Regions from separate parts of the Mus musculus genome. Here all the other regions are linked to region 1. Evidence: chromatin contacts called from public HiChIP or PLAC-seq and promoter capture Hi-C data. All regions are on one chromosome and are shown on one strand. The core of a region is the stretch at or near the end of the contact, and the rest is flanking DNA. Distances in the headings are between cores, read along the strand shown. Region 1 holds the start of Prdm11 (PR domain containing 11). Region 2 holds the start of Alkbh3 (alkB homolog 3, alpha-ketoglutarate-dependent dioxygenase). Region 3 holds the start of Phf21a (PHD finger protein 21A). Region 4 holds the start of Accs (1-aminocyclopropane-1-carboxylate synthase (non-functional)). Region 5 holds the start of Ext2 (exostosin glycosyltransferase 2). Region 6 overlaps Ext2 (exostosin glycosyltransferase 2). Region 7 overlaps Ext2 (exostosin glycosyltransferase 2).

The links. Promoter capture Hi-C pulls out the DNA fragments that hold promoters and counts their contacts. HiChIP or PLAC-seq counts read pairs in DNA pulled down with a chosen protein or histone mark. Capture Hi-C pulls out chosen DNA fragments and counts their contacts.
Region 2: a promoter capture Hi-C map of pre-B cells shows a contact between it and region 1, with 2.6 times the contacts expected there. The contact joins the promoter of Alkbh3 here to the promoter of Prdm11 in region 1. A contact is called at or near these places in 1 of 39 promoter capture datasets (pre-B cells) and 1 of 484 Hi-C or Micro-C datasets (B cells).
Region 3: a promoter capture Hi-C map of pre-B cells shows a contact between it and region 1, with 2.5 times the contacts expected there. The contact joins the promoter of Phf21a here to the promoter of Prdm11 in region 1.
Region 4: an H3K4me3 HiChIP or PLAC-seq map of bone marrow-derived macrophages shows a contact between it and region 1, with 4 times the contacts expected there. The contact joins the promoter of Accs here to the promoter of Prdm11 in region 1. A contact is called at or near these places in 2 of 39 promoter capture datasets (hippocampal neurons and pre-B cells), 1 of 115 datasets of contacts at active chromatin or transcription factors (bone marrow-derived macrophages) and 2 of 9 other capture datasets (adipose tissue and liver).
Region 5: a contact with region 1 is called in a promoter capture Hi-C map of liver, with 4 times the contacts expected there. The contact joins the promoter of Ext2 here to the promoter of Prdm11 in region 1. A contact is called at or near these places in 2 of 39 promoter capture datasets (embryonic stem cells and pre-B cells) and 1 of 9 other capture datasets (liver).
Region 6: a promoter capture Hi-C map of the HPC-7 cell line shows a contact between it and region 1, with 3 times the contacts expected there. The contact joins the enhancer-like site here to the promoter of Prdm11 in region 1. A contact is called at or near these places in 5 of 39 promoter capture datasets (the C10 cell line, the HPC-7 cell line, embryonic stem cells and 2 more) and 1 of 115 datasets of contacts at active chromatin or transcription factors (astrocytes).
Region 7: a promoter capture Hi-C map of liver shows a contact between it and region 1, with 2.0 times the contacts expected there. The contact joins the enhancer-like site here to the promoter of Prdm11 in region 1. A contact is called at or near these places in 4 of 39 promoter capture datasets (cranial neural crest, hippocampal neurons, liver and 1 more) and 1 of 115 datasets of contacts at active chromatin or transcription factors (large pre-B cells).

What each region holds. Positions count from the first base shown.
Region 1 is chr2:93,044,812-93,047,592 of GRCm38.p6, reverse strand. Prdm11 (PR domain containing 11) reads left to right here and starts at 1,428. Exons shown (of 8, transcript NM_001368848.1): 1 at 1,428-1,614.
Region 2 is chr2:94,009,287-94,012,067 of GRCm38.p6, reverse strand. It overlaps Alkbh3 (alkB homolog 3, alpha-ketoglutarate-dependent dioxygenase), which reads left to right and starts at 1,338. Exons shown (of 10, transcript NM_026944.1): 1 at 1,338-1,385.
Region 3 is chr2:92,182,752-92,185,532 of GRCm38.p6, reverse strand. It overlaps Phf21a (PHD finger protein 21A), which reads right to left and starts at 1,351. Exons shown (of 19, transcript NM_001362829.1): 1 at 1,181-1,351.
Region 4 is chr2:93,848,575-93,851,355 of GRCm38.p6, reverse strand. It overlaps Accs (1-aminocyclopropane-1-carboxylate synthase (non-functional)), which reads left to right and starts at 1,413. Exons shown (of 15, transcript NM_001290782.1): 1 at 1,413-1,591.
Region 5 is chr2:93,821,167-93,823,947 of GRCm38.p6, reverse strand. Ext2 (exostosin glycosyltransferase 2) reads left to right here and starts at 1,380. Exons shown (of 14, transcript NM_010163.3): 1 at 1,380-1,561.
Region 6 is chr2:93,802,059-93,804,839 of GRCm38.p6, reverse strand. The region is part of intron 4 of Ext2 (exostosin glycosyltransferase 2); the gene reads left to right. Among named protein-coding and RNA genes, the nearest start is that of Ext2, 19 kb to the left of the region's middle. Within about 2 kb of position 1,454, at least 6 of the 459 cell types and tissues checked have an H3K27ac peak or open chromatin away from gene starts, as enhancers often do. A contact at or near this core is called in the HPC-7 cell line, where this site is marked.
Region 7 is chr2:93,774,240-93,777,020 of GRCm38.p6, reverse strand. The region is part of intron 7 of Ext2 (exostosin glycosyltransferase 2); the gene reads left to right. Among named protein-coding and RNA genes, the nearest start is that of Ext2, 47 kb to the left of the region's middle. Within about 2 kb of position 1,385, at least 81 of the 459 cell types and tissues checked have an H3K27ac peak or open chromatin away from gene starts, as enhancers often do. A contact at or near this core is called in liver, where this site is marked.

The DNA of each region.
Region 1 (2,781 bases), core at 179-2,678:
TCTCTTCCCCTCATAAGGGACAAGTGGCTAATTCCTCAGCCTCTCTTCCTGAGCCTGCCCTCTCCCAGGTGTTAGTTAGAACTTGAGGTAGTCCTACAGACTTCTGACTGGGCTGGAGCCACAATGGGATACACAGATCCAGGTCTTCATCCATATCCCACACACGACCCGGTGCTTCAGAAAGCTACACTGTGGACACACAGCAAGCACCTAGCCATTTCCATAGCATTACAGCTGCTTCTGGGCTCTTTACATACACCCTCAGGGCTCACCCTAGAGCTGGCAGCTGGACCTTTACAGCTTTGCAAGAAGAGGAAACAGGGTCATAGCTACAGACACTCAAGGTCATACTGCAAGTGACAGACAAGGGAGCCGAAGAAGCGTTTATGTTACCAAGGTCAAGAGAAATAAGAGAAGTTGCCTCCTGTCCCAGCCCCCATCAGGTCTCCTAAGCAAAGCATCCTCAGGAGTACTTGACCTTGGAAAGCCCTCTGGGATCGCCCTGGTGGAAGCTCCTTTCCCTGGGTAATCGGCTCCCCTGAGGTGACACCTTCTTGGGACTATCTGGACCTTCCTGGACTACCTGGCACTGGGCAGGCCTTCCAAGATCTCTTACTCAGGTAGAATCCTTTTTGGCAACTTCCAGCCTAAGGTGAGGCCCTCCTTCGGCCAGGGAACCCACCCTGCAGCAGCCTCCCCTTGGGGTCATTACAAAGAAGGGCTTGGGGTAGGGTTGTTCTGGTTCCCTCTGACCACTCACACTTCCTTTAAACACCCCAGCCTTACTACATCCCTTCACTATCTTTCTTGCTGGGTGCCATTTTGCAGATGGATACAATGAGGCACTAGGCAAGTTAAGTTAGGACACAGTCCCGTTCCAGCTTTGTATTCAGATTTGGTACTGTACTTTGATCTGAACAGCAAGTGACACTCACCCTTTAGTCCCCACGTAAATAGTTAATTTTTCTCACAGGCCCCAGGGCCCTTTTCCCTTGGTGTTCTATGGGACGCATGTTACCCAACTTCAGTTGATACTTCCAAACGGCTGAGCAACCAAAGGGTTAAAGGGGCCCGGAAGAGGACCCTGTAAGGGTTAAAATTATAAACGCATTTATCGCCCTCTGACTATTTATTGGGTTGTAGACCGACAACGTCGAAGCCGGGCAGAGCCAGGAGGCACCCTCGGATGGGCTTGCGCAAACGCCACAACTTTCTAGCACGACCCCCAGAAAGTATCCCAGGCACAAAGTTGGCGCAGCCCGCTCCTCCTCCGCAGCGTCGCCCTCCCCGTGGGGCGCGCGGCGGGGACGCGCGAGCTCCCGCGCGGGGCCGGCTCGGGGGACGCGGGGCTCAGCGAGGCTCGGCTCCGGCCCCCTGAATTGGGGGGTCCGCGTCTGCCCCAAACGCCGCTTTCTTCCGTTTTCCATGTCATTTCCTGTACTAATAAGATGGTGGTCAAAGCAGGGGAGGAGAGCAGCAGCGAGTCGCCGCCGCGCTGCCGCTGGCGCTGAAACTTTGCCCGGCCGGGGACCCCGCGCGCGGCCGCCCCGTCCCGCCGCGTCCCGCCGCCCCGGCCCCGGCCCGGCTCGCCGCCCCGCGTGGGAGCCCGCGAAGGTGAGTGGGCCCGGTGGCCACCGTGGCCATGAACGTGAACATGGCTTCGGAAGACGCTGGGCGGCTCGCCAACCGGCGCGGGGGCCGCGGCGAAGAGCGCGCGGGGACACTGGGGAGCGGGGGCGCAGGCAGGCGACGGGGCACGGACCGGAGCACCGGAAGCGGGGCGGGTCTCAAGGTGGCCCGGGCCCGCAGGTCGTCGCCACCGCCCGACGCGGGCCTCGGGCGGCCCAGCCTCCGCCTCCTTCCTCCGCGCACTCGCCCGCCTTGTTCCACTGTAGCCTTTTCCTCGGCTCCGCCGCGCGCTGACGGACGCGGCCGCCGGCCAATGGGAGCGGCTGTTCGGGCCCGGCGTTCGCAAAGAGAGCGCGTAGACAGGGGGCAGGGCGGGGCGAGGGCGGGATGCAGCCGCTGGCCTAGTTGCAGGGACCCGGTCGCCGGTGCTTCGGGGCCGGGCTGGGGGGCTTAGGGACCGCATGCCTCTCTGTGACCTGCCGCGGGCCTGGGGCGGCAGAGGGAGGGCGTGCCTTTTATCTATTTTAAGTCTTGGTTGCAGCACGGACTCTTCGGGAATTCGCCCCTGAGTGTCGTCTCCACCCCCCACCTCCTCATTCCCGGTCCCCAAGGTACTATGTGATGCAGAAACTGCAGAAACTTGGTGGCCAATGACCTTCCTCTGTCAAGGCCAGCGTGCCCTAGGCAAGTCGCTGCAGGGACTACTGAGCAGCCTTGGGCTAATAAGGCAAAAAGTTGCTAGTGTCTTGAGCCCATCTGAGTTGGAGCTCAGACCCTTAGAATCAGTTGATGACCTAGAGAAGGAAAGTCTGTCTTTTGTTTTTTTTGACCATGGCTTCGTGTGGAGGACAGCCGTGGTCTGTGATTAAGAGTGATCAGAAAGAAGCACGCCCAGTCCTTTGTGCGTGGGGACTGCGAGCAGTGAAGGGAGCCTTCTTTTCATCTTGAGAACCCTATAAACTTTGGGAGTTTTGTCTATCTGAAGCAGAATAGTTTTCCATGAAGTGTGATTCCCGTGGCACCCCTGTCCCCCGAAGAGGAAGGCAGGGACTTTCCTAGGTCTTGGTTGATGGTGTAGGGTGTATGGGTCAGAAGTCCCATATCCCCCTCATCCCTGGGGAGCGGAGTATGGTCTCTGCTGGGAACCTTCTG
Region 2 (2,781 bases), core at 89-2,588, 960 kb before region 1:
AAGAGAATAGGGGGTGGGGATTCCGTGTTAAGTGGGCATGGAGGTCAGTCACTGAGTGGAAGGCAGCCGTTGTCATGTAAGAGAGGGAAGCATCAGAGAAAGAGTAAGGGGACATCAAATGCTGGCAAAAGTCTGAAGTCCTAAAAGAAGCATGCTTACAGGAGGGACAGCAAGAAAGGTAAGCTATGGTTTTTGTTGTTGCTGCTGTTTTTAGTTTTTGTTGTTGTTTCTCTAGGTAATTTAGAAAAGCAGGAAGGCTTGGAACCGGCGTGGCCATGTTCCTTAAGTGACGGAGATAGAGGGTGGGAATCGGAGAAAGGAAGTACAGTGTCTCATTAAAGTACTAATAAGTCCACTTATCTCTTTAGTGTTACTTCAGGTAAGCCTACCTTCCTAGGGGTCATTCTTTGGCCAGGTGATTCTATTCTTTTGACGAGTGGGGATTTTTCTTAAGGAGCCTTTACCGATACCCTGACAGAATCAGGCTTATTTGAAAGATCTCCACAATGATTGTGTTTTGGTAAATTTTAGAGAATAATATTTGACAGAAAATAGTTGACTTGGTGCTACAGTCAGAGTTGTCAAATTATAAGAGACATGGCTTAACCTGATCTCTTTAAAGAAGCTTGTGAAGAGGTCAGATGCGTGAGAAGGCACTTTAGCTATCGTGAATTATTAGATTTCTATAGTGGTCCAGACGCTGCTGTCTCATTTAATCCCACTTAACAGGACCACTTAAAAAGTAAGCAATGCACTTGCCCCAAATGGTGGCATTGGAATGAAATTTAGACAGATCTGTGGACTCAAGTAAAGTTTCCTTAGCACTGAGGAACTCAGATAAATAAGGCATGCTCTCACGTCCCAGCGTAAATGCTGTGTAGAAAAGACGGGCGCGCTACGTTGAGAACAAAGCGCACCTTAGACTCTTCATGGTTTTCAAGGTAAGGAGAGAATTCTATAGCAGAACCCAGCATGTCCCAGTCCTCCCTACTCCCGGATCAGTACAAGTTCCGGGAGAGTGCGGTTGCCCTTTGCACAACAGACCTAAGATGCCAGCACTGGTTTCGGGAACTAGTTTCCTGAGGACCTAGGCCTAGGAGGCTCATCTTCATCCCCACATGTGCCCCTGACTCCAGTTCCCATTCCGACCATATTCCCTTCAGCGTCTCCACCCGGCCCTTTAGTTGCCAGGGATGCGGGGCAACCCGGACTCCGGGCTACCCACCGGAAGCGGAAGCGGTGGCAGTATGTCACCTAAGAGGAACTACGCGCAACGGAGGCCTGTGGTTGGACGTTGCAGGAGTTGGTGCCTCACTCTGAAGGTTCCCCGGCGTCCAGACGGCTGATTAGGGTCGTGTCGGGACCTCTGCTCAGGGCCCAGCCAGGTTGGTCCGGGGCGCCCAGCTCCTTCCTGGCTTGCTGGCCGCGAGCCGGGGGCAGGCGTGTGAGGACTGCCCGAGGGTCCGTTTCTGGGCCATCAGAAGGCTGTTAGCCATTTCTCTGTACCTCAGCCTCGAGGGCGGGACTGTCTCCTGCTTGAGGGAGAGGCCTGAGGTCAGACGGTGGCGTCCGCTGCCACGGGGTTTGCTGGCGGGACGGGATAGATCTGTGCATTCCAAGCAAGTTCCTGCACCTGCCAGAGCCCTTGTTCTTTTTAAGGTTTTCAGGCTTGGAGTTCCAGGGTGGCGGGACCTTTGTTAGGACCTATTAAGTTCTGGGACTCCTCGAACTGACAGCACTCAGGAAGTCTCAGACAGCACTCTGGAATTTCTGTTCACCACTTGCCTTAAACAAGTCACGTCAAGGTGAGCAGGTCAGAGGCCTTCACTGACCCCCACTAGTCTTATGCCTTTAGGTCTCCGAGAATATGATACACGAGGGTTTCCTTCACACATTCGGTAAGCCCGGAGAGTTGGATTTGATTGTGTCATTAACTTTTTGAGGGAATCGACATCTTCTCCAAGGCCCTACCTGGTAAATGATAAGCACTTGATGGGTTGTCGGTGATGAGACGGGGTCTCAGTATTTAGCTCAGGCCTCCTGGATGCTGGGATTACTGGTATGTGCCTGTAAACCATCATTTCTACGTCCTAAGGAGATTTAAGCAGAGCCCTGAGCTCTGTTGGATCGGAAGGTCTAGGAGACGAGGCCTGGGAACCTGTGGTGTAAGCAGTCATATGAGTGGACTGTCTTTGAGAGCTAGAAGCTTTCCTAGACTCATAAAGAAGTGGCTCGCAGGTTCCGAACATGTGACCTGACCCTTAAGAATTCTGTATTTGCTATAGGGTAACCTTTGGGCAAAATTATAGGGGGTTTGATTAGCTCAAGGCTGGAACCTGACAAGAGTTGAACTTTTCATCAGTATTGATTTCCTGAGTGTCTCTGTAAGTCACTAAACCTTCTGATCTCTATACATATTAGCATATCTTACCCTTTGCTGCTTGTTATAAACATAGAAATAGAGTCTTTCCTAAATTGTAGTTTTAAAAGTGGTACATGGATATTTTAGATTTTCATTTCAAACTTAATTTTAAAGTTGACAAATCATTGTTCTTATTTATGGTATTCTGTGACATTTTGATATATGCTTTTGATATAGAATGAATGCATCAAATTAATACATCTCTTACCTCGTATACCTTTTTGTGATGGAAATATTTAAAATCTACTCTTCATAACTGAGCTATCCAGTGATTTGGTTTTTTGTTTGTTTTTTTTTTTTTTTTTTTTTTTTTTTCGAGACAGTTTCTCTGTGTAGCCCTGGCTGTCCTGCTGTAGACC
Region 3 (2,781 bases), core at 102-2,601, 860 kb after region 1:
AAGAGAGAGAGAGAAAGAAATCCTAACAGCACCGCTCAGCAGAATAAAGAGAGCAGAGAGAGGATGACGAGAAGTGTTGGGAACTGCGTGCACCGCGGGGCTGGACCAAACGGAAAGAGTCCCACTCCGCGCGCCCCTCCCCCCGCGGCCCGGGGGGGAGGGGCGGCCGCGGCCCCTCTCTGAGGGGCCTGCGAGTCCCCGGCCCGCGCGGGGTCCCGGGGCGGCCGGCCGGCGGCGACGGCGGGAGGGCCGCCCCAGGGTGAGGGGTGCAGGCGGACTCCTCGGAATAACAAGTTGCAGAAGAAGAAGAATAAGCGGAATTTCCCCAACGCTGCTCCGGCCACCCAAGACAAATGCACCAACACACACTCACTCACACACACTCGGGCCCGGCAGCGTCAGCAGCCGCAGCTTTTTTTTTTTTTTTTTAAACCAGATCTCTCAGTCACCAAACAAGATGGTTTTCCCAAAAAAATATTTTTTAAAATTAAATAACCATAATAAAAACTTCCCCCCGACAGCATCCCAGGGGGTGGGGGTGGGGAAGGGGCCCAGGCGGCCATCCCCTGGCCGCAGGCACTCGCGGGGGGCGGCCTCGGCCCGCGCCCCCCGCCCCTGCGGCCCCCCAGCCCGACCCCCCACGGGGACTCTGTGTCGCCCCCTCGCCGCCACCCCCGACGCGCCGCCCCTGTCACCCGCTCTGGCCCTGTACTCAGCGCCCAGGCTCCCGAGGCTGCTCATAAACTTACTTCCAATCTATCCTAGGGAGGGGTGGAGGGCAGAGGGGAGGAAGGGGGGAGACGAGGTATTCCCATTGTCTTTTTTTTTTTCCTGGAGGGGGGGGGGAGAGGAATAGGAAAAGGGCACGCAGGGGGGCGCCCCGAAGGGGAAGTTATTGCTGAAATCTCAAGTTGACTGAGGGGTCCTGACAAGAACACCCCCTTTCCCTCCTCCCTCCCACACACCCCTCCCCTCCCCCTACCTCCCCCCCACAACAAACTCCAAGCAAGCAGCCCCTGCTCCTTCCCAGAGACAAACACCAGAGACAAGACAGAGGGAGAGAGGGAGGGGGGGAAGGGGGAGGGAGGAGAAATAGAGCTACTCAAGAAAAAAAGAGAGAGAGAGAGAGAGAGAGAGAGAGTGAGGAAAAGAGAGAATGGAAAAAGCTGGGATACTGCACCCTCCTGCTGCTGGCTGGCTGTCCCCCCTGGCAGCTGGAGGCAGGAACTCTGAGCAGGAGAAGCAGGAGGAGGAGGAGGAGGGAACTCTTCTTCATGGGGAGGGAGGGAAGAGGCTGGAGCTGCCGCTGCTGCTTCTGCTGCTGCTGCTCTGGGCCTCTCGCACTTTTTAGATATTAGTGTGTTAAGATGGTAGGTTGTTCCCTTCTCCCTCCTCCTCCTCCTCTCCTCTCTCTCACTCACTCACACTCTCTCTCTTTCTCTCTCTCTCTCTCTCTCTCTCTCTCTGGGCTGTTTCTTTCCTCCTCTTCCCCAGGCAAGGGGGGGTGGGGAGGAGGGGGTGGGGGGGAGGAACTGGAGCCTCCTCCTCCTCCAGGAGAGACACACACAGGCCCCGGGCCGGAATGGGGAGGGAGGAATCAGAGCAGCAGGAGAGAAACTGTGGGAGACAAACAAGCCCAACTCTTCATCCTCCTCCTCCTCCTCTCAGCAGCAGCAGCGAGCACCACCAGCCCATTCACCACCCGGCCCCGGGCCGCAGCACCTCCGCCGCCTCAGCCCGGGGATCCCTCCGCCCAGGCCCAGACACACTCGCCCGCGCGGGAGCCCGCCGCGCGGCCCCGCCGGCCCGCCGCCGCCGCCGTGCGCGCCCCCGCCGCTCCCGAGAGCCGGGCGAGAGGGACTGGAGCTGGGGAAGCGGGGACGAGGGAAGAGCGGGCGGGCGGGCGGGGGGCCGGGCGGAGCTGGACCGCGACGGTCCCGGGCCGCCCCGCGCCCCTGCGTGCGAGCCCGTCGCTCGCGGGAGGCGCCGGGGACCCCCACGGGGGCACGGGGCGGCGGCGGGGGCCCGCGGCGGCGCTCGGGCGGGCGGACTACTTGACGTGTCGGTGCGGCGAATTTATTTCACTTTGCCTAAGGAACGGGGTGTGCTGCGGCACCCATTGCCTAGGGAAAAAACCCGGATGTAAAGTGAGTGAAACTAAACTAGAGTGAAGTAGGGCAGCAGCAGCCAAACTCCGGTGCAGCGGCGGCGGCGGCGCTGGGGCCGAGCGGCCGCCAAACTCCCGGCCCGCCGCCGCGTCGCAGCCCCGGCCAGGCCCGAGCCCCGGTCCCCTCCCGCCGTTGAGAGCTGCTGGGGGGCTCCCGAGCAACCCCAACTCCCTCCAGTGCAACAGCAGTTTGCAGGGGTGGGGGTGGAAAGGAGGCAGGAGCGAGGAGGAAGCACTGCAATGGGGGAGCGAGTGGTCCAGGCAACAGGAGAAGATGCAAGCTCAAGTCGAATGCAACATGCAATCCCCGGCCACCCCGCCCCCTTTGCAAATAACTACCCTTGAACCACTTTATTAGCCGTGCCGAGTCCCACTCTAGCTCCGGGGAGGGGCGGGGGACGGGGTCCTTCGCTCACCTTTATTTATTGCTGCTTTCTGCCCCCCTCTCCATGTTTTTTATTCCTAAGTTCTTTTGTTCTAAGGGGGATGATGGCATTTACTTTTCTGCTTTGTGTAGCAGGGCAATCACTGGGAATCGGCCACGTATAATCCGGCGGTTTGTCATATTTTATTAGTGAAAGTATTTTATGCCTAGTCCACCTCCAAGGACTGTA
Region 4 (2,781 bases), core at 164-2,663, 800 kb before region 1:
TAATTTCCAAGTGAAAAAAATGAGGTCATGACTATGCCTAACATGATGTAACCATCTCATGTACAGCCGTAAACACGGTATGTATTTTAGAACAGGTGGCAATATTCCCTTGAGGGGCATTCTTTGAGTATCTCATAACTTAAATATGACAACCACTGATATTATCTTAATTTGATGTTAGCATTACATGATAAGGGATTTGACAAAAGAAAACAAATATCTGTACAAACACAGTCTTAACACAATGTGACAGAAACGGTCACGTCGATCACAATCCTCACTTCAGCAGTTGGTTTGAGCTGGTGTGTATAACTACCTTCCTCTCCTACTCTTCTGTATTTCCTCTGTCCTTAGTAAGCACCTCAATAGGTCTTGGTGTTTTTCTTGGAAGAGTGACCCATACCAAGGACATTTATAAAAAGGAGCATTTACCTAGGGGCTTGCTTACAGATCCAGAGGGGAGTGCAGTGACAGGCAGGCATGGTGCTGCAGCAGTGGCTAAGAACTTACATGATCCTCAGGCGGAAGGCAGAGAAAGAGACGGGGCGTGGCTTTTGAAACCTCAAAGGCCACACATTTGCCAACAAAAGCACACTTTATAATTCTTAAACAGTCCACCAAACGGGAACCAAATATTCAAAAACATAAGCCTGGGGGCGGGCATTCTCATCCAAACCACCACAACTTCTGTGACAGATTGGAACTACGGAGGCATGCTACCTTGTCAACTTAGCCATCACTGGCGCGCAGTGTCTCCTGTGTGAGCATAGCCACTGTTAAACTACCTAGATTATGCTCCTGACTCTGGGAGGCTTATAGGTGGCAGTATTATATTTGCATAGATCGTTATCTATCGGTCTGAGCCTCCTGGTCTGTGTTTGACAAGAGGTTGTTTCCTAGCATAACTATAAGAGGTGGAGTTATTCGATTTGGTATTTGCACTCAATTTGGCATGCCTCTGCAGGCACACAGTGAAAACGACTTACAACTTCTCGTTGCTTTCTTGCATTTTTTTCTAGTACCTGGAATTGAAGTTTTTCCTTTGTCTCCTCACATCTCTAAAAATCTATTTAGTATAGACTGGAATTCAAAGAAGTCCCCCTTTGAGAGCTATTCATTCCTGGGTGTTCCCATGGCCATATGAATATACATATACATGTCGATACTTTTCTATATTTCTTTTGTAAATCTTTTTTTTCCGGGCCTTGAGAGAAGCCTTTACAAATAGATGGCGGGGAGATCTCATGCTTAGGTAATGCCCAGGAAGATTGGTGTTTCAGCGGCTCTGAGCAAGTGTGTCCGAAAAGCTAGAGGTATCTGAGCTCAGCCAATGAGAGAAGGAATGGAGTGGGCGTGGCCTTGTCTTAACCAAGATCCTCCACCCCTCTGTTTCTTTCCCATTTCTAAGTTCGGACTCCAGTTTCTGGCAGACAGGGAAGTGCTGAAGACCGGAGCTTCCTCTTCTGTGACCAGGAGTCAGGGCACAGACTCCTTCCCTGTGTTCCCGCCAGATCGCCAGGGGGCAGGCTGCTCCGGTATCACGGAAGTCCGATCCGGAGAATATCGCGCGCGTGAAAACCCAAGGTCCAAAGTAGGTGCTGTATCCGCCACAGTGCACCGAAGGGGCCGGGTTCGCTCCGCGGTGCTCTTGATCGCTTCCTGCCCTTAGGTCTGGAAGTCTCTGAGGCCCGGAAACCCCTGGCGGGCCCTGCAGACCATTCTGTCTTTGTTGTCTTGGTTGGGCTGGTGAGATCACTAGGCCTGATTGACTACAGCGCCTTGAGCTCCTGCTGGGTTCTGGCTGCATTTAGGTCTGTACCGCGTTGTCCACAGCCCGAGCATTTGGTGATGTTTTTCCTCGGATCTAGGCTATCGGTGGAGCAGGCGTGTGCTTTGCTGAGTCCCGCCACCTTGGGGAGGACCCCAAGATTTGCAAAACAAAAGTAAACTGCGGGAGGGGAGGGCATTTTCTGTGTCCCCATCAACCATCTACCAAGTAAGACTTGTACCTTGAGACAGGGAAATCAGAGAGCATTTGTGATAGAGTGATTCATATTTTAGACTTTTGGCCACTAGCCAGAGTTTGGTATGAGTGCTTTATCGCCCTCAGGTCCTCACTGTTATTCTTTGAGATGGTTATTGGTCCACCAGAGCGCAGGTGCGGCATGACAGAGGAATCCTTAGGAGGCTCCTACATTTTGGTAGGCAGGAGACCCTCCTCTGCGGCCCTTGTGTCCTTTGTGAGTAGAGACAGGATCCAGGAGTGCCTGCACTTGTAACTCCTACTCCCCTTTCACCCCCACCCCCACTTCCCACCACCTTCTGCTCCTATCCACCCATCACACAAGAAGTCCAGAACTGTAGCAGTGATCTGCTTGGGAAATAGCCTGGTGTTCTGAAACTGAGGTGAGCAAGCAGGGGGAAAGATTGTTGGTGATCCCTGAGGCTGCCGAAAGGAGAAACAAATGCAGAAATGCTGCAAGCTAAAGCCACAGTAGATTAGCTTCGTTTCTATGTAGCCAGCCTGGTGTGGTGCTCACAGGTCCTCAACAGATTGTGTTTGTTGAAGTGTTTAACTGGATAAGGACACAAGGGATGATACACAGCTTGCAAGAAGAGGCAGATATCTTAGTTCCAGCTACTAGGGAGGCTGAGAAAAGAGGATCACCTGAGGACAAGAGTTCAAGGCCAGCATCAGGCAACCTCAGGGGAAAACCAGGAAAGAGAGAGAGAGAGAGAGAGAGAGAGAGAGAGAGAGAGAGAGAGCGCAACCAGCCTAGG
Region 5 (2,781 bases), core at 131-2,630, 780 kb before region 1:
AAGAGGAATTTGGACAGAACCTTCTGTCCCTAGATTTTTCTCATTCCAATCTCTCTAGGTCTAAGACAAAGAGATAGTAACCCCCCAATACTGGAATCTTTGTTGGTGAGGAAAGTCTTCCTAGGTCTCCAGACAGTAATCTCTGTGGGTATTTAAGCTGTAAGTAACAATATCCACGAGGTGGCGCTAAAGTACAATCGGGACCAAAATGCATTCGCATCTCGTGGACAGATGAAGAACTACAGCCAGCAATGGCAAGCTGGGTTGCCTCATTAGCCTTTCAGTAACTGTCACTCAGCTTTTTGCTGCCTTGTGACAGATGCCACTATGCATGCCGCTCCAGTTACTTCCAAAATTTTATAACTGCGTCTTGGATTTTTGTTTGTTTGTTTGTTTTGTTTTGTTTTTCGAGACAGGGTTTTTATGTGTCGCCCTGGCTGTCCTGGAACTCATTCTGTAGACCAGGCTGGCATCGAACTCAGAAATCCGCCTACCTCTGCCTCCCAAGTGCTGGGATAAAAGGCGTGCGCCACCATTGCCCGGCTGGATTTTTTTCCCAGAAAAATATTATACTTACACCTGGACACAAGCATCTGCTCACACATTTTCTCTCTTCTGATTTTGCACAAGCACATTTTAACTAAAAGTGATCGTGCTTGTCCCTTCTTAAGGGACTGTGGCTTCTCATTAGCCTGTCTTGGAGATATTACCTTGCTGACTGGTATGACGACTCCTTCTCCGTTGTTCCATAATCCTACAGTTTACTTTCTTGCTAGTATTAGAAATAGTGCGGTGAATGTTTCTTTCTTTCTTTTCTTTCTTCTTCTTTTTTTTTTTTTTTTTTTTTTGGTTTTTCGAGACAGGGTTTCTCTGTATAGCCAGGAGATGTCCTGGAACTCACTTTGTAGACCAGGCTGGCCTCGAACTCAGAAATCCACCTGCCTCTGCCTCCCGAGTGCTGGGATTAAAGGCGTGCGCCACCTCGCCCGGCTGGTGAATGTTTCAATAAGTGGTGAGACTTTCTGCAGGGTAAACTACAAAGAAGGTTGGTTGGAATTGCAGGGCTAGGGAGTTTTTTTTTTTTTTTTACACCTTGATGGATACTGCCAAATTGCCCTGGGGGCCTAACTATGCTTTGCAGAGTTGTAGATTGTCTCTTTATGGCTAAGCTAGCCTGGAACTAGTGAGTGATCCTTCTGCTGTGCTGAGATTATGGATATAAGCCACCACGCCTGACCCAAATGCTTGCCTTTTCCACAGTTTTATCCCAGAGCTTGGTGCGCCTGGCTGTCACTCTGCCTTTGCCCCGAACGGGAATGCTCACGTGCGCTGACTCCTCCTGTCCAGCAGGGGGCGCGGCGCTACCGCTTCGCATGCGCAGTGCGCGCCGTGTCAGCCGTGGGGAACTGGAGGCCGGCGCAGGCTTCCCCGCTGGCTCCAGGGTACCTGGTGCTGGCGGCGGGCTCCCGTCACCGCGCGATCCGACACAGCCGTGGCTCGCGGCCCGCGGCAAGAGCCGGTGACGGAGCGCGGGGCCGAGCGGGAAGCGGCCGGTTCCGAGGTGAGCGCGGCGCGCGGGCGGCCGGGTGGGCCTCGGGGCTGGGCCTCTGGGAGCCCCGGGGCTGCAGGAGCGCCGCAGCGCTGCACCGCGGCCCCTGCTGTACCTGTGCCCCGGTCCCCAGGCCTGACCTCCTGTCCAGAACCTCTGCTTCCTGTTGTAATCGGGCGTTGTGGGACCCGAGTCCTCCCAGGAAGGCCTTACACCTTGGCTGTCCAGGACCGGTGTCGTCCAGTGCATGTTCTGGGTGGGACGCGGTGGAGAGGGTGGCTCAGGAAGGAACCACTGGCTCCGAGCGTTGGGAGATGCGCTCCGGATGCTGGGAACAGTGTCCAGTTTTGAGAGTCAAATAATGGTTTGGTGTCACTTATCAGGTGCCAATCTGGAAGCGCCCTATCACTTAGGGAGTGTGGATGTTGTCTTGAGTCTAGGGCAGGTCCATTTCAATTTTTAAAAGTCAGCCATTAGTTCTAAGTAGTGTAATTGAACTTTGTGTGTACTCTGGAACTCAAGGCGATTCACGGGAATAATAAACACGGTTGAGTTTTTATTACAGTCACTTTCCCTGACTTAAACCTCCTAGTTGCTCTATAGAGCCTGTGTAGTCATCTGAGGATCCAGGCTGCTGGGCGCTGAAGCCCAGCCTTGGAGTTCTGTTGTGGAACCCTGGAAGTTCTTAGCCTTGCTCTTGACCTTTCTCCACCACAGGGAGGTTCAGAAGTTTGTCACACAGTGCTGTCAGGAGGATGAAGTAGCACATACTAAATGCACATGTGTAGGGTAAGTGTTCACTTGGGTACTTAACGTATTCACCGTGATGTAACTGCCACGGTCAGTCAAACAGTGTCTTTATATTGGAAACCCTTTTTGGAGGTAATGAGCCACACTGGAACTCTAATTCTAATCCTGTCATGGCTGTGCACCGTAAGTTTGTGTCTGTTTGCCTTCTTTGCTTTCAGAAGCATTCCTGTGTAGCGGTGGCAGGCTGTTCAGCGGGCAGGACAGCTCTAAAAAGGCTAAGACAACAGGAAATTGTGACTTGGAATGCTGGGCTGAGTGGATTGGCTATAGCCCGGAGCTTGGAAGAAAGGTGTTTCAGGCCAGTGTTAGGAAGGAGCAATTCCAGGAACGGGGCGAGTGGCTCACCCTGCCTGTAGATGGGTGTTAGAGTCATTTCCAGTGACTCAGTTCTCTGAATCTGGATGAATCGTTCCAGAATTTCT
Region 6 (2,781 bases), core at 205-2,704, 760 kb before region 1:
TTTCATCTGTGGAGTAAGGAGAAAGTCTGCCTGCACAGATGTGGTGGGCCTTCTGTCTGACCCTTTCTTTGATGGAGATGGTTTAGAAGTAGCTTCCTGGTGGGAGCCCAGTGAGTTGGTGATTGGAGCATCCTTTGCTTGCACAAGACACACCCAGAATGGGTACTTTTCTCCTCATGGGTGCTTCATTGTGTGTCTGCACCACGCTTGAGTCGCCCACCATCAGTGGATGGCGCTCGTGATTATTTCTAATGTTTAGCTGTGTGAATATACTGCCGTGGACTTTCTAATCTGTAGAAGCCTGCGTTTTCAGTTACCTGGCTTTATAGTGAGAGCGGCATTGCTGAGCCATGTGGCAATTCTCTTGTAACTAGTAGAGGAAACACCAGGCCAGTTCTCAAAAGCTGTGGCACTGCTCACCAACCCTGTCTAAGGTTTCTAGTCCTCGTGGTCTTTTGCAGCTCTGTCATTGTCTGAGCTTTGACTTGGGCCACCCTAGGGCACTGGGGCTGCACATTGTGTCTCCATAGTGACCGTGCTGCTAAGTGTCTCTTAGGCTTATGGCCATTTATATGACTACTTTGGAAAAATGCCTGCTCATATTATTTGCTCATTTGAAATTGAATTGTCTTCTTATTGTAGAATTTTAAGAATTTTTATATAGTCCAGGCATGGCTGCCTTGTTGGGTATGTGATTTGCAAATATTCTCTCCTGTTCTGTAGGCTGCTCATTACTTTCTTAATAGTGAGTGACCTTTAAGGTACAAAAGGTTCTATTTTTAAGGAAGTACAATTTCCCTCCCTCCCTCTCCCTGTCTGTCTGTCTGTCTGTCTGTCTATCTGTCTGTCTTGCTCTCTGTGTTCCTTTCTGTCTGTCTCTGTCTCACTATCTTTTTCCAAGGTTAGGGGTGACATTTGTACTTGTATTTGGAGGCCTGAGGCTGAACTCAGGTATCTTCCTTTCCTGTTCTCCTTATGCTTGCAAACCTTATGTTTGAGACAGGGCATCACTGAGTCTTATGTTTGAGACAGGGTATCACTGAGTCTGGAGTTCACCAGGTCCTAGAGTCCGGCTGGCCAGGGAGCCTCTGGAATGCCTTGTCTGTCTCCCCAGCAGCAGGCGTGCAGGCACATGCCACCACACAGCGTTTCACATGAGTGCTAGGTACTGAATTCAGGTCCTTGTGCTTTCACTGCACGCTCTTTCCTGCCTCAGTGTCTCCCAGGCCCCAGCTGATCGGATTTTTTGCTTAGGTTATTGTACTTTTGGTGTAAATGGCAATATTAAAAGGAGAAACCATTGCCATATCAAGCTTCTGGTAGGTTTACAGATGTTTTCTTTTAAGAGTTTGTGTGGTTTTATGATTGTGATGTGTTTTGAGTGTGAGGTAGGGTGAGAACCATTCTCCTGCACGCCCAGTGGCCTCAGCACCATGCCTGTATTCTTAGACCCTTGTTGAGATTCACCTGGCTGTAAAAGAAGGCCTTATTTTTGGATTGTCTACCCTTGTCTGTGTGTGAGTCCTGTGGAAGTACCTCGCTGACTCGGCTACTTGGGCTTTGTACTAAACTTTGAAGTAGGTAAACTGAGTTCTCTAACTTTGCAACTTTTTTTTAACTGAAAACCCTTTACACTTTAGTTATTTTTGATACAATACAGTGAGTCAGACTCTCCTATCTGGGCCTCTTCCTCTTTTCTTATAGAGCTGCAGACCCACTGAGCTAGGGCCTTACCCTGATGGCTTCATTTAACTGTAAGCCCCTTCCAGGGGTCTCACCTCCACAGACCATAGTCAGATGTCTCCAACTTCTTCACTTTTCACAGTGTGAGTTAAATTTTAGCATGAGTCAGGCAGTGGTGGCTTTAATCCCAGCACTCAGGAGGCAGAGGCAGAGGCAGACAGATCTCTGAGTTAGTGGCCAGCCTGGTCTAGAGTGAGTTTTAGGACATCCAGGGATACACAGAGAAACCCTGTCAACAAAAACAAAAAACAGAAAAACAAAAAACAAAAACATAAAATTGTCAGCATAAATTTTGTTAGGAATGTTTAAACCTTAGCAGGTATTAATGTTTTTAAATTAATATTCATCATTAAATGTGAACAAAATAAAACTATTCATATACTATTTTAATTATCAAAATGAAAATATTAAAGAAATTCTTTGCCTTTTTTTCCCCCTACAGGGTTTGGGATTGAACCCAAGGCCTTTTGTACACTAGACAAGTTCTGCCACAGACCTACACATTTGTAGCCCTTACTTTTTTGAAAGAGTTTCACTATGTAGTCCAGGCTGGCTTTCAGTTTATAATCTTTCTTTTATACCTGCTAGGATTAGAGGTGTGGGCCTCTATGCACACTTTACAGATAATTCTTTTAAGAGAGGTTCTTATTCTATAGTTCAGGCTGGCCTGGAATTCACTTTACAGACTAGTCTGGCCTTGAACTTGTGCAAGTCTCCCAACTCTGCCTTCCAAGTGCTAGGATTACAGGCATGTACTAAAATCCCCAACTCTTCACAAACAGTTCTCATAGAGCCTTCAGAGGCTAGGAAAGCTGCTGTACTTCAGCACCCTGTTCCAAGGCAGGATCTGGTTACATTCTGGATGGGTGGTCTGTGTGGGCCACTGGGTTCCTGTAGAGCAAGCAAGTTTTTGTCATGTACCCAGGATCTTCAATTTGGCACGTCAATGTAGCATGGGATAGGCTGGCCTGCCTGGCACATACAGTCTTGTTTGTATGTTTTGGGCACAGTGAACCTCTCTTACCAGTTCTGTGGGTG
Region 7 (2,781 bases), core at 136-2,635, 730 kb before region 1:
TATCATCTTTGGAGTCCTAAGAAATTTCAGAGAAGAAGGCCTCAGGCTTCTTAAACACTCAGCTGCTGAAGTGATTTTAAGGATAAAGTGCAGGAGGGCTCAGAATCCCCACTGTGAAGAGCTTTCTGAGTCATAGTTTAGGCACTTGGAACTCATGAGAAAACTCTCTATAATGTACCACAGGCAGGTTTCTTGAGACCTTTGTGTAATAGCCTACAGTCACCCTAGCTCATAGCTCACTCAGGTGACAAATGGTAGGGGCAAAAAGAGAGCCACCAACACGACACTACTCAGAATCCTGCTATGGCGCAAGGACAGAAGGCTTTTCCTTTGGGATCCCCAGACTTCATCAGAAAGAGAGCAGGGGCTGGCTCTCCAGCAGCCAGCAGTTCATAGAGGACTGGGGCTCTACTCAAGTAGACCAGTGACTCTCCTCTTCTTTTCCCCTTGGAATGTGTGTTACAGTAGAAAGGGCAGTAAGATCATCTGACTGCTGAGTTCACATTATACCAATAGAAAGAGCCTGCCTAAGAGCACCTCCCTACCACTGTCTGCAGATGTTCACTAAAGAAAACAGGAGAGGGCCCTGTGCCAGTGTAGTAGTAGCTTTGGGGTGAGTAAGCTTTTGGTTGTCTTTTCAGTCAGTTCACATGGTGTGTGTGTGTGTGTGTGTGTGTGTATGTGTGCGCGCGTGCATGCGCGCTATTTTAATTAACAGGAGCAGGCCTTTCAAGTGGGCCTGGTTGGAATAAGGCTTGTTTTATATTTACCTTCTCTAGTCAAACAAACACATGCTCTCTTTCTCCTGGTTTTAGCATAGCAAACACGGGAAATCTCACCCCAGGCAGATTCCTTTATAGCTGGTTGGCCCAAGTTGTAGTCTTATTTGTTTATTTTTGATGACAGACCTTGATTAAAGGTTTCCAATGCACCTTTCAGCTCTTTCATGAAGCCAGCCGGGATAGAAGGCTGGTCAGCTGCGGGCCCTGAAGAAGCTCCTTATCTGTATAACAGTGGGATTTGGAAGCAGGATGGCTCCGAAATCTTAGCAGGCAGAATGCAGTCTCTAGCCTCTTTGTTGAGAGAGTTGGGCAAACATAATTTTATTGGTCAGTGGCTCCTGCTTTAGTAACCTTTCACCCCTGTGTCTCTTGAAGGTGCAGGCCACTGGCCGGCCTTGCCTTTGAACTCCTCAAGGCTCCTGCCTCCTCAAAGGCTCCCAGTCAGGCCTGGTGTTTTGCTTAGGACCTCACCTCACAGCAGGGCCTCAGCAGTTGGGAAAACTGATCCACCCTAAGAACGTTGACATATTTGAAGGTGATACCCCTGAGACTGGAAACCTATGGCTTTCTATTTCAGGACCTGTCTGTCACATGTCAAGAAGCATGACTCAGGCTTCCCCCTTTCCTCCTCTACCCGTTCTTGTTTCCCACAGGACGGGAGGTCATCACCCTGGGGTATTTCCTAAGAGTGATCACAGAGCCCTCTCTTACCCCATTTTCTCCCAACTTTGCCCAAGGCATTTATTTTGGGAGAGTTTCGAAGACTGCAGAAACATGCAAATCCCAAGCTGCCCTCAGTGTCCAGGAGTGTCACTGATGTCACAAAGACCGTGGGGCTCGAATGTTTTGTCCTGACGCCTCATATCATACAAGCTGGAGTCATAAGATAGCCCAGCACCCCCCAAGCCCCCTCTTTCAGGAACAACTTGATCTTGCAAGAGCACAGAAAAAACAGAGGTTGCCTTCCCACCTCTGCCCTCCCGTCCCTGTGTAACTCCTGCCCAAGGAACGGGAGTCCAAATGTTGCTATTTAGAGGCAGCTCTGGGGCACAGGCATTAGAAGGTTTCAGCTTACCATCTTTGGCAAAGAACCAAACTTGTCATTCCAAAAATATTTAGTGGAAAATCCATCTTCTTCTGGTGATGTCTTTAGCCTCGATGAGGCCCTGGGTGGAGGGACCTCACTCAGTCAAGGCCCTTTGTTTTCCCAGAATCCAACAGCATACTGTTGATAATTGCATTGTCTTTTGGAGAGAAGATGACAGTGTGCCGGGGTCTGTGTTCGGTACCAAGGCTACACTGTACCTGCCTTTGACCCTCTGCCCTCCTGTGGTCATAAGAAGTGTTTTGGGTGTGGTTCTGAGCTCGTGATCCAAGTTTCTGTCAGCTTCTGAACTGGCCACTTTTGAATGGTAGCTGTCATTCTCTCCTGCAGAGAAAGCAAGCAGGCCAGAGAAGCTGAGTCGGTGACCTAAGCATTGGAAGAATTGGAAGCCTGGGGTTTAAAAAGTGTGAAGTTTTATTTATGAAGTACTATGATTCTTTTTTTTTTAAGCACCCTTTGAACCGTGATAATCATCTGAAATAACTTTTAAATACCTAGTTTAAGGAAGTTTCTGAACTGTGAATTGTACAGGCTGAGGTCTTTGTTCTGAAGTATCCAGTGGTCTCAAGGTAGGGTGAGGTGGGGTGGTGGGCGTCTGTTAGTGTATGTATTATCTACTTGTTCATGTCTGAGTTAGTCGGCTAGGGCTGCCACAGCAAAGTAGCAAAAGCCAGATGGCTTGAACACCAGAAAGATGTTTTTCACATCCTGGCAACCCAAGTCCAGGATGAAGTGGCAGTGTTGGGTTCTCTGAGGCTTCCTGCTCACCGATGCCCCCCAACCCCCATCCATCCCTGTGTCTCTTCAGACACGGTCTCATGAGTTCATGCATCATTGTGTCCAGATTCTCTGGTAAAGTCAGATTGGAGCAACACCCCTGCCCAGCTCATCTTG